Regions from separate parts of the Sus scrofa genome. Here all the other regions are linked to region 2. Evidence: chromatin contacts called from public Hi-C and targeted proximity ligation data. All regions are on one chromosome and are shown on one strand. The core of a region is the stretch at or near the end of the contact, and the rest is flanking DNA. Distances in the headings are between cores, read along the strand shown. Region 1 overlaps PARN (poly(A)-specific ribonuclease PARN). Region 2 has its middle 71 kb from the start of MIR365-1. Region 3 overlaps PARN (poly(A)-specific ribonuclease PARN).

What was found. A called contact is a pair of places that touch in the nucleus more often than the background predicts.
Region 1: a contact with region 2 is called in a targeted proximity ligation map of skeletal muscle. A contact is called at or near these places in 3 of 47 Hi-C or Micro-C datasets (embryonic fibroblasts, liver and skeletal muscle) and 1 of 2 datasets of targeted methods (skeletal muscle).
Region 3: a Hi-C map of skeletal muscle shows a contact between it and region 2, with 8 times the contacts expected there. A contact is called at or near these places in 3 of 47 Hi-C or Micro-C datasets (fetal heart ventricle and skeletal muscle) and 1 of 2 datasets of targeted methods (skeletal muscle).

The regions. Positions count from the first base shown.
Region 1 is chr3:28,656,547-28,660,392 of Sscrofa11.1, forward strand. PARN (poly(A)-specific ribonuclease PARN) reads left to right here. Exons shown (of 24, transcript XM_021086564.1): 14 at 1,407-1,450; 15 at 3,022-3,064. Among named protein-coding and RNA genes, the nearest start is that of PARN, 42 kb to the left of the region's middle.
Region 2 is chr3:28,834,767-28,838,893 of Sscrofa11.1, forward strand. No RefSeq gene overlaps it. Among named protein-coding and RNA genes, the nearest start is that of MIR365-1, 71 kb to the right of the region's middle.
Region 3 is chr3:28,705,669-28,709,355 of Sscrofa11.1, forward strand. The region is part of intron 21 of PARN (poly(A)-specific ribonuclease PARN); the gene reads left to right. Among named protein-coding and RNA genes, the nearest start is that of PARN, 91 kb to the left of the region's middle.

The DNA.
Region 1 (3,846 bases), core at 1,000-3,499, 180 kb before region 2:
TTTACTTTGGAAGAAGTAACGAGAATAAAGGAGAAAACTTATTTAAAATGATTGAGCTCTTACCTACACTGGTATCAAACATTGCACTTAAAAATATATAAAGATTGCATATTTCTTTTTCTTTTTTTCTTTTTTTTTTTTGGTCTTTTTAGGACCGTACTTCTGACGTTCTCAGACCAGGGGTCGAATAGTAGCTGTAGCCACCAGCCTACCCCACAGCCACAGCAACGCCAGGTCCAAGCTGTGTCTGTGACCTACACCACAGCTCAGGGCAATGCCAGATCCTTAACCTACTGAGTGAGGTCAGGGATCGAACCTGCGTCCTCATGGATGCTATTCAGATTCGTTGCTGCCGAGCCACGCACGGTGGCACCTCCAAGACTCCGTATTTCAAAGCAGGCTTTTAGGGAAGAGTCCCTTGTTAAAAGTGCTCTTGGTGCTTCGTTATGAGCTTTTAGAAGGTGCTGGTTAAGAACTCTGCTACACGCCCTGGAAGTTGCCATAACTCTAATTTTTTCCTGCTTCGGAGACTTCGTAATAGTCTTGAGAGATTACAGTCTTGATGGCCTTTTTGTTGGCCTTAGCAGTGAAACCGCTTGTTTGTGTATTGGTCACTCATTTAACGACAGCCGTTGAAAAGCTGGTAAATATTTCAAGCTAGCTCAGCGCAGCCCGTATTTTTCGGCTTGAAAAGCTAATGGGAAATGGCAGCTTCCAGCGAAGCATGAATGACGCCGAAGAGAAGTGCAGTTGGGAAGGGTCAGGAGTGTGACTGCACAGCGTCATGTGGCAATTACGTATGTAGATGAGGTAATTTAAAATGAGAGCCAGCTCCTCTCAGCTCGAGACTTCCTGATCCCATCAGCTGGGCAAATGAATTCTCTAATTTAGGCACTTGCTGTGGGTGCCATTTAGCAGTTTCCTGAGTGGTGAAAGCAAGAAGCGTGTGTGGGGGAACGTCGGTGTTGTTTGTGGCTATTTTAATCCATATTTCAAAGGTGTCCCCATTAAAAGTCGAACCTCATTTACAGTATGTCCATTTCCCGCGCGAACCATTTTATGTTTAAATAACGCCACTAGCCCTACAATCAGGATGCTTCGTGTAATAGAGACAGTTTTCTGCATATAATAGAAGCCAATCCCCCCCCCACTTCAGCCATAAAATATTTGTCTATTTTGGTTATGCAGAAGTTTAACCTCAGGTCATGTCATTCCCAATCACTGAGGAAACTGCCTCAGTTTTTAGAAAGTCATTATTGGCGAGAAATGGGCCTGGCAGTTTAGCTTACAGGGCCTGTGTGAGGTGTCACTGTTTGAGAAGAGAGCTGTGGGACTTGTGCTATTTATGTTTTAAATGCTGGGAGTGTATTAGTAAAGGCATAACAGGTTATTCTCTTGTGTTTCAGGACTTAAATGAGTTTAAGGAGATGACAACATGTGTTTTCCCCAGGTAAGCGTTCTTTGAGGGTTTGTTTTCCTTTAAAACAGTCATTGGCAGGGGGAGTTCCCTGGTGGCTCCGTGGGTTAAGGTTCTGGCATTATCATGGCTGTGACTGGGGTTCAATCCCTGGCCCGGGAACTTCTGCATGACAGAAGTGGCCAAAAAATAAAATAAAATAAAAAGCAATCATCAGGGTATCTATACAAAGAGGTACACAGTAATTTATTAAAACCATTAGATCACCACAATGATCTAGTTCATGTCAGCTGGGAAATGGCTTTATACTCCACCTTGGAGAAAGTTTGCTTTTACAGCTAATGATTGGCTTTGTCATTAAAACCTAAAAATCAGGAGTTCCCATAGTGGCTCAGTGGAAATGAATCTGACTGGTATCCATGAGGACGCAGGTTCAATCCCTGGCCTTGCTCAGTGGGTTAAGGATCTGGCGTTGCCACAAGGTGTGGTGTAGGTCACAGATGCAGCTTGAATCTGGCATTGCTGTGGCTGTGGTTATAGGCCAGGTGGCTACAGCTCCGATTTGACCCCTGGCCTGGGACCTTCCATATGCTGCGTGCAGTGTGACCCTAAAAAGACACCCCCCCCCCCGTAAAAAAAAAACACGTAAAAATCGGGGTTTGAACTGAGGGTGAAAATGGACAGGCAGCTGCTTTTTTCCTTATCCCACATCCCGGTGAGGTCTTCTCGAGTTGCCTGTTGACTTTCTTGTGTGTCAGGTGAACCTGTCACAGCGAAGTGTCTGGTCCAGGGTGTTCAGTTACACATTGGCAACAGTTGGATATAAAGTTGCATATAGTTGAGTATGTGCACTGGAAAGTATCTCTAGTTGGTCAAGAAGTGTCTGGCTAGAGAATGTGTTTTCCTCAACTGTAAGTCAGCGCCTTCACCCGTTAGTGTTTTCCACAGTTAGTATCGCTGTTCCGACAGGTCACACGGCAGCCACGTGGGACCCACAGGGCAAGGGTCCGTGTGCAAGAACCCATCTGAAGACGGATGGTGGACAGGTGCTCTTTCAGCCGGGCTCTTTCCATCCTGTTATCTGCAGTGCTCACATTTGAGTGGAAAGAAACCGTTTTCCTATTAATCTCTCTCTCTCTTTTTTAGTAACCCAGTCTCTGAATCAGAATAGTCAGAAATAACTCGATAGGATAGAACTGCCCAATGCAGATTCTGACCCTCCAAGAAATGATGCTGTACGAATCTGGGTTGCGGTAGGAGATGCTAAGAGCTTGGGAGTGTTAGGCCCGCCGCAGTGTGTGCCTTGTGTGGCAGCACGTGAGGATGTTTAACTTAGGCTTGAGGTCACGCAGCCCCTGCGCTGTCAGGGTGCAGGCGCGTCTAGAGCTTGTGCCCTGGGTGTGGCCTTTCCCACGGCCTCTGGAAGGAGTTCCTGGTGGGGACCCGTCCTCAGCCTCACGCAGCAGATGCCAGCGCTGGTCAGGACAGCTCGCGTGCTTCATTCCCTGGTCCACTTCGAAGACAATAGCCTGTTCATTTGTGTGAAGGACATTTGGAAATTGCTCGCCATTCTGTTTACCTTTTAAAAATTCTTTTGTTTTTAGACTCTTGGATACGAAACTGATGGCCAGCACACAACCTTTTAAGGTATTTTTAAATTTTGAACTGTTGCCGTTGTCGGCTTATCAACACTGCTTATGCTATATTTAGAAATTTTCTGAATTGCCACAAAGAGCTGTGGAATTCTGGTCTACTTAAATGTCATTTTCAGATACATCCAAAAAAAAAACAAACAAACAAACAAAAAAAGAACAAAAATGGAAAAAAGAACCTGAGAAAAGACTAGAAATAAATATATCAAAATATGAATAGCAGTTGTCGGAGTTCCTGTCGTGGCTCAGTGGTTAACGAATCTGGCTAGGAACCGTGAGGTTGCAGTTCCATCCCTGGCCTTGCTTAGTGGGTTAAGGATCCGGTGTTGCGTGAACTGTGGTGTAGGTCGCAGACGTGGCTTGGATCCCACGTTGCTGTGGCTCTAGCAAAGGCTGGTGGCTACAGTTCCGATTCGACCCCTAGCCTGGGAACCTCCATATGCCGCGAGGGTGCAGCCCTAGAAAAGAAAACAAACAAACAAACAAAAAACAAAGCAATTGTCTTTGGGTGGTGGAATTATGTTTTTTTTTTTCTCCTTTATTCTTTCCGAATGTCAATTTTTAATTTTTTTTTTTTTTTTGGTCTTTTTGCCTTTTCTAGGGCCTCTCCTGCGGCATATGGAGGTTCCCCGGCTAGGGATTGAATCAGAGCTGTAGCCGCCAGTCTACACCAGAGCCACAGCAATGCAGGATCCGAGCCGAGCCGTGTCTGGTGTCTGCGACCTACACCGCAGCTCACGGCAACCTGGATCCTCAACCCACTGAGCAAGGCCAGGG
Region 2 (4,127 bases), core at 820-3,319:
CTGCTTTGCGGGGGCGGGGGGAACCCCTGGACCAGCCCCAGGCTCCAGAGAGGGAGCGCTCACATGGTGTCGGGCTCCAGCTCCACGCGCCAGGAAGATTGGAACAAAATCCAAAATCCTAACCATGGCCTGACCCTGAATCTCCACCCCCTCGCCCCCACCAACCCCAACCCCACAACTACCTCAGTTCTCTCCTGCCTCAGGGCCTCTGCAGAGCTGTTCCCTCTGCCTGGAACACCCCCCTGCACCCCCGCCAGTCTTCCTCTCTCTCTGCCTCCAGTTCACACTTCAAGCCTTGCCCAGGTGCTGAGTTCTCTGAGCCTCCCCGGACTCCCGCCCCCATTACTCTGCCTCCAGACACCCTGTTCTTTCCCTCCATAGGAGTCTCATCATTTTATAGTCATGGTTTGTTCCTTCTCTTTTGGGGACAGGGCTGGGTCCGCCTCGTTCCTTACTGAATCCCCGTCTGGCGCAGAGTAGATGCTCAGTAAGCATTTGTTGAATGAATACGTGAATGAGGAGGATGTTACCAGTCTTTGCTCCCATCATCCCCTGCTCCGCACCCTCCACACACCGCCCTCCCCTCACCAACTGTGTCCTGCTTCCACGTTGCTGACTTACCGAGGGCTGCTTTTTTGCCGGGCACTGTGCTAAACCCTCTGCGCAGAAACGCTATGAGGAGGGTAGCCCCCACTGCCATACTTTACGGATGCGGCAGCTGAGGCTCAGAGAGGTCAGGCCCCAGGCCCCAGGCCCCAGGACACACAGCACAGAGGGAGGAAGCAGAATCCGACTGACGTTTGCTCCAACCTCTGGGCCTGTGCTCTGAATCTCCAACCAAGTGTCCTAAGGTGGGCCCCCGTCCTGGCCCCTGCCCCCTGCAGAAACAAGCAGGAGCTGGAGAGTTCCACGGGGCCCCAGCTGCCTCACCTGGACAGCGGCCTGGCTCCGGGTTAGGTTTCGCTGTTCCTCACTGCCTCCCAAATTAGTTCCACGTTCAGCCCAGGGCCTGCGGTGTCTACTTGTTTTCTGTAACTGGAGCTTCCCCAGCTCTTGGCCCTGAGATCCAGAACTCGGCTTCGGCTCAGGTTCCTGATTTCCTTGGAGGGTGAGATGATGTGAAATGATTTCCCTGGCAGCGGAGAGCCCAGCGGGGGGGTCAGTTTGTTGTCCCCACCACCCACCCCATGAGCAGGTAGGGAAGGGACATAGTGTATCAGCAGCGCCTCCCTTTCTCATTGCACCCTGGCAACAGGTGATGAACCCGAGAGCTCAGAGTGACTGGGTGACGGACCCAGTGTCACACAGCAAGTGAGAGGCGGGGTGCCATTTTTACCCAACCACCCAAGCTCTTCCTCCCAGATGCCCTTCCAAGACCAGAGCCTGGAGGCTAAGTGGTGAAAACCCAGATTTTGCCACACAGGGCTCCAAGTTGAGCAGAAAAAGACCAGATTGAGTGCAAACAGTGATCAAAGCAACACCCGCCAACATGAGACAATGTATATTTTTAGACAGTGAGTGAGTCAGCCCGTGATGATTCACAGGCCTGGCTGGGCTTGCAGGGCAGCCCCAGGCCGCTGAGGGCAGGGCGGGAGATCAGCCACACCGGATGGACCAGGGCAGGAAGGCTGGGAGGGGTTGACCAGGCTCAGCGGGGCGCCTCCTTTGCCATCCACTGTTCTATCAAGGGTTCGATCCATACTTTGAATATCGCTTGGAAAGGGTTCACACCAACACGACTAGAAGTTGATGGTATAGCAGCTTTGTGACACTTTGTAACCACCCACCCTGGACTGGCCATTGTGCAAGGAGCCCCGAGACAGTGGCAGAGAAAAGTAACAAAGCCCTGACCTCTGGCAACTTCTTTGTGGGCCGGTCTCCATCGCAACAGTTCAGCCCCACTGTTATTTTATCTTTTGGTAAAAGACGTTTCATTGAGATTTTGCTACATAAATAGCGAGGAAAAGCTGGGAAGACTGAAGGGAGCAGCTGTCACCTCCTCCTGCGCAGGTCACTAAGGGACCTAAGAGCAGTGAACTGGGGAGGCAGAATCCGCCTGGGTGCTACCTGGCCCAAGAGGAGTCTGATAGGAGAGGAAGAGGGAGGGGCTAGCAGAACAGCAGCCTTGGGCGCTATGTAAATGAATGGGCGTGGCTATGTGCCAATAAAACTTTATTGATAAAAACAGGAAGTGAGCCAGTGTTGGCCTGGGGGCCATAGTTTGCTGATCCCAGTTCTCTAAGATGCCTTCATCCACTCCCTGTCTCCCCTTATTTGCCCGCCACTGTGTGACAAATAGATCCGTCTCCCCACCAGGACCCGCCTGAAACCTCCTCCCTTGCTTGCTAGTTTTACAGGTAAAAAAGGCTACAATGAGAGTTATTGCCATGGCTCAGCAGAAACGAATCTGATTAGCATCCATGAGGACACAGGTTCAATTCCTGGCCTCACTCAGTAGGTTAAGGCTCTAATGTTGTGGTGAGCTGTGGTGTAGGTCACAGATGTGGCTTGGATTAGGCTGTGGTGTGGGCCAGCATCTACAGCTCTGATTTGACCCTTAGCCTGGGGACCTCCATATGCTGCAGGTGTAGCCCTAAAGAGATGGAAAAAAACCCAAAAAAACTGGCTACAGTGTCTACTTTCAATGAAAAGGCATTCTTGTTTGGCTTCACAAGCCCCCTACACACAGGGGTTTATGGACTATGTTGGACTGTGGCCTTCTGGGGCAGCAGCTTCCACATGTCACTCTGTGTCCAAACATGTGCTTGGGGCAGGTAGGAATTGGAGAAGCCTTTGCAGAGCATCCGCCAGGTGGTACCCAGGCCCATACATCTTCTTTGCTTTAGATAGAAACTGGCAACGAACAAACAGACCAAAAAAAAAAAAAAAAAAAGGTGTGTGTGTGACAGAGCAGGGCCTCTTCTGGTCTTCTGCTCTGTCCCTGGGGGGTCTGGGCAGTCCCATTTGCCCATTTCCCACTCTATATTCACTTGACAAGTCCAACAGGAGAGAGAGAAGGGGCAGTGGTGAGGGCCTTGACCTGTACCCCAGCCCTGTGTGTTGTGGGCACACAGTCCCGAGCCTCAGCTTTCTCATCTGCAAAATGGACAGAGATAAGGCCCACCTCCCGGAGTTTGTCAGAGCACCTTGCTGGCTTGGCTTCTAAAATTCGAGACGAAGTGTCTGACATATTAATTGTATATGTATTTATGGACCGATAGTCCCCAACGTAAATGATGGTTTTCCTTATGATGGTTAGACTGAATTTTTTATTTTATTATTGTTTTTTTCTTTTAACGGCCACACCTGTGGCATATGGAAGTTCCCTGGCTGGGGGCTGAATCAGAGCTGCAGCTGCCGGCCCACATCACAGCCACAACACCACCAGATCTGAGCCACATCTGTGACCTACGCCACACAGGGCTCCAACCATGGCCTGAGGTAACACCAGATCCTTAACCCACTGAGTGAGGCCGGGGATCGAACCCACATCCTCACACAGACAACATTGAGTCCTTAACCCACTGAGCCACAACAGGAACTCCATTTTTTTCCCTTTTACTTTAAATGGTGTGAAAGCACTACACATTCAGTAGAAGCCATACTCGAATGGTGAATTTTTATCTCTTCCAGATGTCATATGTGGTCTGATCTTGTCGCGTGATGCTGGGCAGCAGCAGCCACGTGTTCATGAGTGTCAACAACTGATACCCTTACAACCATTCTGGACCCAGACAACTATTCTGATTTTCACTTTCCGCCCAGTATTTAATAAGTTACATGAGATATTCAGCTTTATTATAAACTAGGGTCTGTTAGATGATTTTGCCCAACTGTAGACTAATGTAAGTGTTCTGAGCACATTTAAAATTCCTGTCATGGCTCAGTGGGTTAAGGATCCTACACAGTGTTCATGAGGATGTGGGTTCAATCCCTGGCATTGCCATGTGCTGTGGTGTAGGTCACTGATGTGGTTTAGAACCTGTGTTGCTGTGGCTGTGGTGTAAGGCGGCAGCTGCAAGCTCTGATTTGACCCCTAGCCTGGAAACTTCCATATGCTGTAGGTGCAGTTCCAAAAAGAAAAAGAATAAAAATAAAGTGGTCCAGGCTCAGCTATGTTAGGTGTA
Region 3 (3,687 bases), core at 318-2,817, 130 kb before region 2:
TATAAATGCCACACAGAATAATAAATGGGCCATTGGCTTCCAAGAATTGGTGACAGCGCATTTCAGTTCCTAATTTAGAGTTCATGAAAATGATCCTTTGACAAATAAGATTGCAAAAAAAAAGAAATCCTGCTTGATGGATTCATCTTTCTGACAAACATTTAAATGTTGTTTACACCAACGATACTGGAGTGAGTCAGGTGGGGTGTGAATAATTGAATGAATGAATGAATACAGAGGGCAGGTGTTTTGTGTTCAGAGAAAGGGGAGATGTCTTACCTAAGGCTTATATATAGTGTTCAACCAACGAAGTCTGGCTTCTTGAAGCGGGGAGGGCGTCTTTGTTGTTATTTTACATGCTCGGTATTTGGGGCAGGGCTGGAAAGAGTTTGGGAGGACTCTGAGCAGAGGCCTTGGTGCTGAGTTAGCAGAGGAGAGAGGACTGTGCAAGCTGAGCAGCTGTAGGTGGGAAAGTGGATGCTTGATGACAGCACCTGTCAAACCGGCTCACCCTCTCACTGGGCTACACAATCGTTATTGTGAATGAGCGTGACCAGCTTTTTTGTAGAAGGAAAAAGTTTGAAAATGTCCCTGAGCCACTGCAGTAGCAACGCTGGATCCTTAAACCACTGCACACAAAGGAACTCTTTTTTTTTTTTTTTTAATGTAACTTTTTTCCAAGTATTAATCTGTATGTGCAGGTCAACATGTATATGTACTGGTTTGTAGTCAAAATGTATTGTTGTAGGTCATGGTCAAAAAATTTGAATTTAGATGGTGGAGGAGACTAGTTTTCATGTAACGAGGAGTCTTCTCACAGAGCCCCGTGGCAGGTGTTGGAGGTTGGGGAGGAAGCGAAAGTGACTGACAAAGATCTCAATCCTCAGGTGCTTCCTGTCCCTAGATCAGTGTGGCTGGGAGTCCTGTGGACGGCATCTGGCAGGATGCTCACTTCTTCACGCCGCATCTCCAGGGGCCGGGAGGAGGCTTCCATGCTTCTCACCGAGAGAGGAGTGTTGTGGCCAAAGTGTCTGACCCCCGTCACCCCCCTTGCTTGGTCCTCCTTGTGGAAGGAGGCCGATGGCCTATCTGATGGATGAAAATCAGGAAAGGCTGATACCCAAGGGCCTTTTTGACCAGTGGGAGGGATCCTTGCATTGAGAAATCAGACTTGGAAAAAAAGAAACCAGCTGCAGGGGTCTCTTCCTAATCTGGAGATTAGGAAACTGTTTAGATATTGGGGGTCTCCTGGCCGGGATTTCTGTAGGGGTGGCATCGGCTATGGTAGGAAGCCCTATTTGGACCTCAGGCCTCAGATCCATCGCCAGCACAATCCACAAAGGGGTCTGAGGCTTCGAGGGAACATAAAGATGCTGCTGAGTTGTCACCAGTTCCTTCATCTGTCCCTCAAAAGAGATCAGTGCTCTCCAACCTCCAACCAGAACTGGCCGGGAGGGTGGTTGGAAAGGGCCCTGGTTGCTGTGCTGTCAGATTTCCACTCTGTGTGTGAGCAGCAGAGAGCCTTTCTGTGCACCCAGAGGGGTGCGGGTGAGAGCGACGCCAGAGGGAGTTTCTTTCATAAGGCAGGAGGGCGCTGCGGGTGGGAGCACTGAGAGGCTGGCCGTGGCTGCTGTGTTTCCAGATGATGTGCAAGTGTGACCAGTACGGCCTGCAATTAACATGCTTTCTGTTCCATGATTGGCCCATGAGGGTGTTTGTTTACTATGGTTTCGATTTGCAGAAACTAAATTTTCTGGTTTGCTCCTCCTCTGGGGAACCTGTCAGCGTGCTTTTTAAGGCCAGCTGTGACCTTGAGTCTTCATTCTGTTTCACCAACCAGAAGATGGTGCTGTCGTGCTGGTAACGAATCCACCTTCCCCTCTTCAAGTAAAACTTGTCACCTGAATGCTTACTCATGCTAAGTAATGTGGACAGACAGAGCAGGCTGTTTCCACAGTGTAACCCTCATGCCGCATGGCAGTGGTTAGGCCACGTGGAGCCTTCATGCCCTGAAACCTTCAGGGTCTGAAGCTTCAAGAAACCGGCCACCAGGCCTTCTGTTTAGCGCTTGCTCAGAGCCACCACCTTTGCACCGAGGGTCACGTGACACTCTTGGAGAACTCAGGATGAAGGCTTTGTTACTTGCGTTTGATCTGTGTGCAGTCTTCCATGATTTGATTTGAAAGGTGGATGAATGAGTAAGTACCTAGAGGAAAACTCATGAATTAAGTACACCGGAAATGCTATGCTCAATTTAACATTTCACTGGATACTCAAGGCATTGGATCACCCAAGCAGCTTCTCACCTTATTTTCACGGTTTGAAAGAAACCCAGATGTGTGATGGACCTGGCGTGAAACATTGGCTGTGTGACCTTGGGTGTTTGACTTAACTTCTCTGTGCCCTCTGCCGTAAAATCAAGATGAGAACATACACTTTTCAGAGCTGGGAAGGATTGACGGAGGTGACGTTCTCCCACAGTGCCTGGCACTAGCTGCTTAGGAAACTGCCCTGCTTGCCCTGTGCCTTCCCCATCCAAAAATCCAGACATTAGAATAATATTATTGCCCAGTTGATTTTATGGGAGGCTCACGCTGCTGCCTCGCAGAGAAGATGGTGTGACGCTCTCGGTGCTTGTGTGCCCAGCTTGCAGAATGATGTGTCCCTCGGCAAGATGTGCCCTCCGGATAAAGGCACACCACCGTTTCCACAGAGGACCCAAACTGCTGCCCCAGTGATGTTCACTTGTCTGTCCTCGGCTTACCTGTTGCTGTTCTCATTCACCTCTTTCCAGTTGCAGTCAGGGGTCTCCCTCAGAGCCTACCCAGGCGTCCCACGTCAGTACTTTCTGGAGCCTCTTTCTGTTACTGAGGTCAGCTTTTGAGTAGGTTCAGAAGTAATACGAGAATGCTGCAGACACAGACGTTTGCAAGATTGCTGTAAGGTTGGTCTCCGGATTCCTTCCCAGAGTCCGTTTGGGAAGCTGGTTTGGGCACGGTCTGAAAAGTACAGGCAGTCCTCATTAGAAGCACAGATTCTGTGTTTGTGAATTCACCTACTCGTTAAAATTTTTGTGTAACCTCAAAATCAGCACTCACAGAGCTTCTGTGGTCACTCACGGACATGCGCAGGGCGGGGAAGCTGTGGGCTTCCCGACGCCCATGGTCACCCGTCGAGGTTGAACAAGGCGATGCTCGGCCTTCTCCTTGCAGCTCCTGCTGTAAACAAGGGTCCTTTTCACAGTCTCTTTATTGCCGCGTTTTTCACATTTTTGGGCTTTCTGTTGGCGATTTTGCCATTTGAAAGGCCCCCCCGCAGCCTGGGGCCAGAGCGCTGCCTGTGCCCCAGGCACGAGAGGACGGCCGGCCACGCCTTGCAGAGAACACACGCGGGAGGCGCTGCATTCCCGCCCAACCCACAGTCTGTTCCTGAGATCAGTGGCGGCGAATCGCCGTGTGTATAAGGAACGTATCTTGAAATAGAAGCACTCATGAAACAAGAGCGTGTTAAATGGTTTAAGAAAACGTGGCCAAAGCCTCGCCGGAACCTAGCCCTGGTTTCCCCGAAGCGCTGGTTCAGTCTGGAGGGTGCTTGGTCAGGCATCCTGGTGACCTGGAGTAAGGAGCCTGGAGCCTCTGCTCGGTTCCCTTCTGCCTTCCTTTCTCCTCTGAGGTATCTCACCCAGAG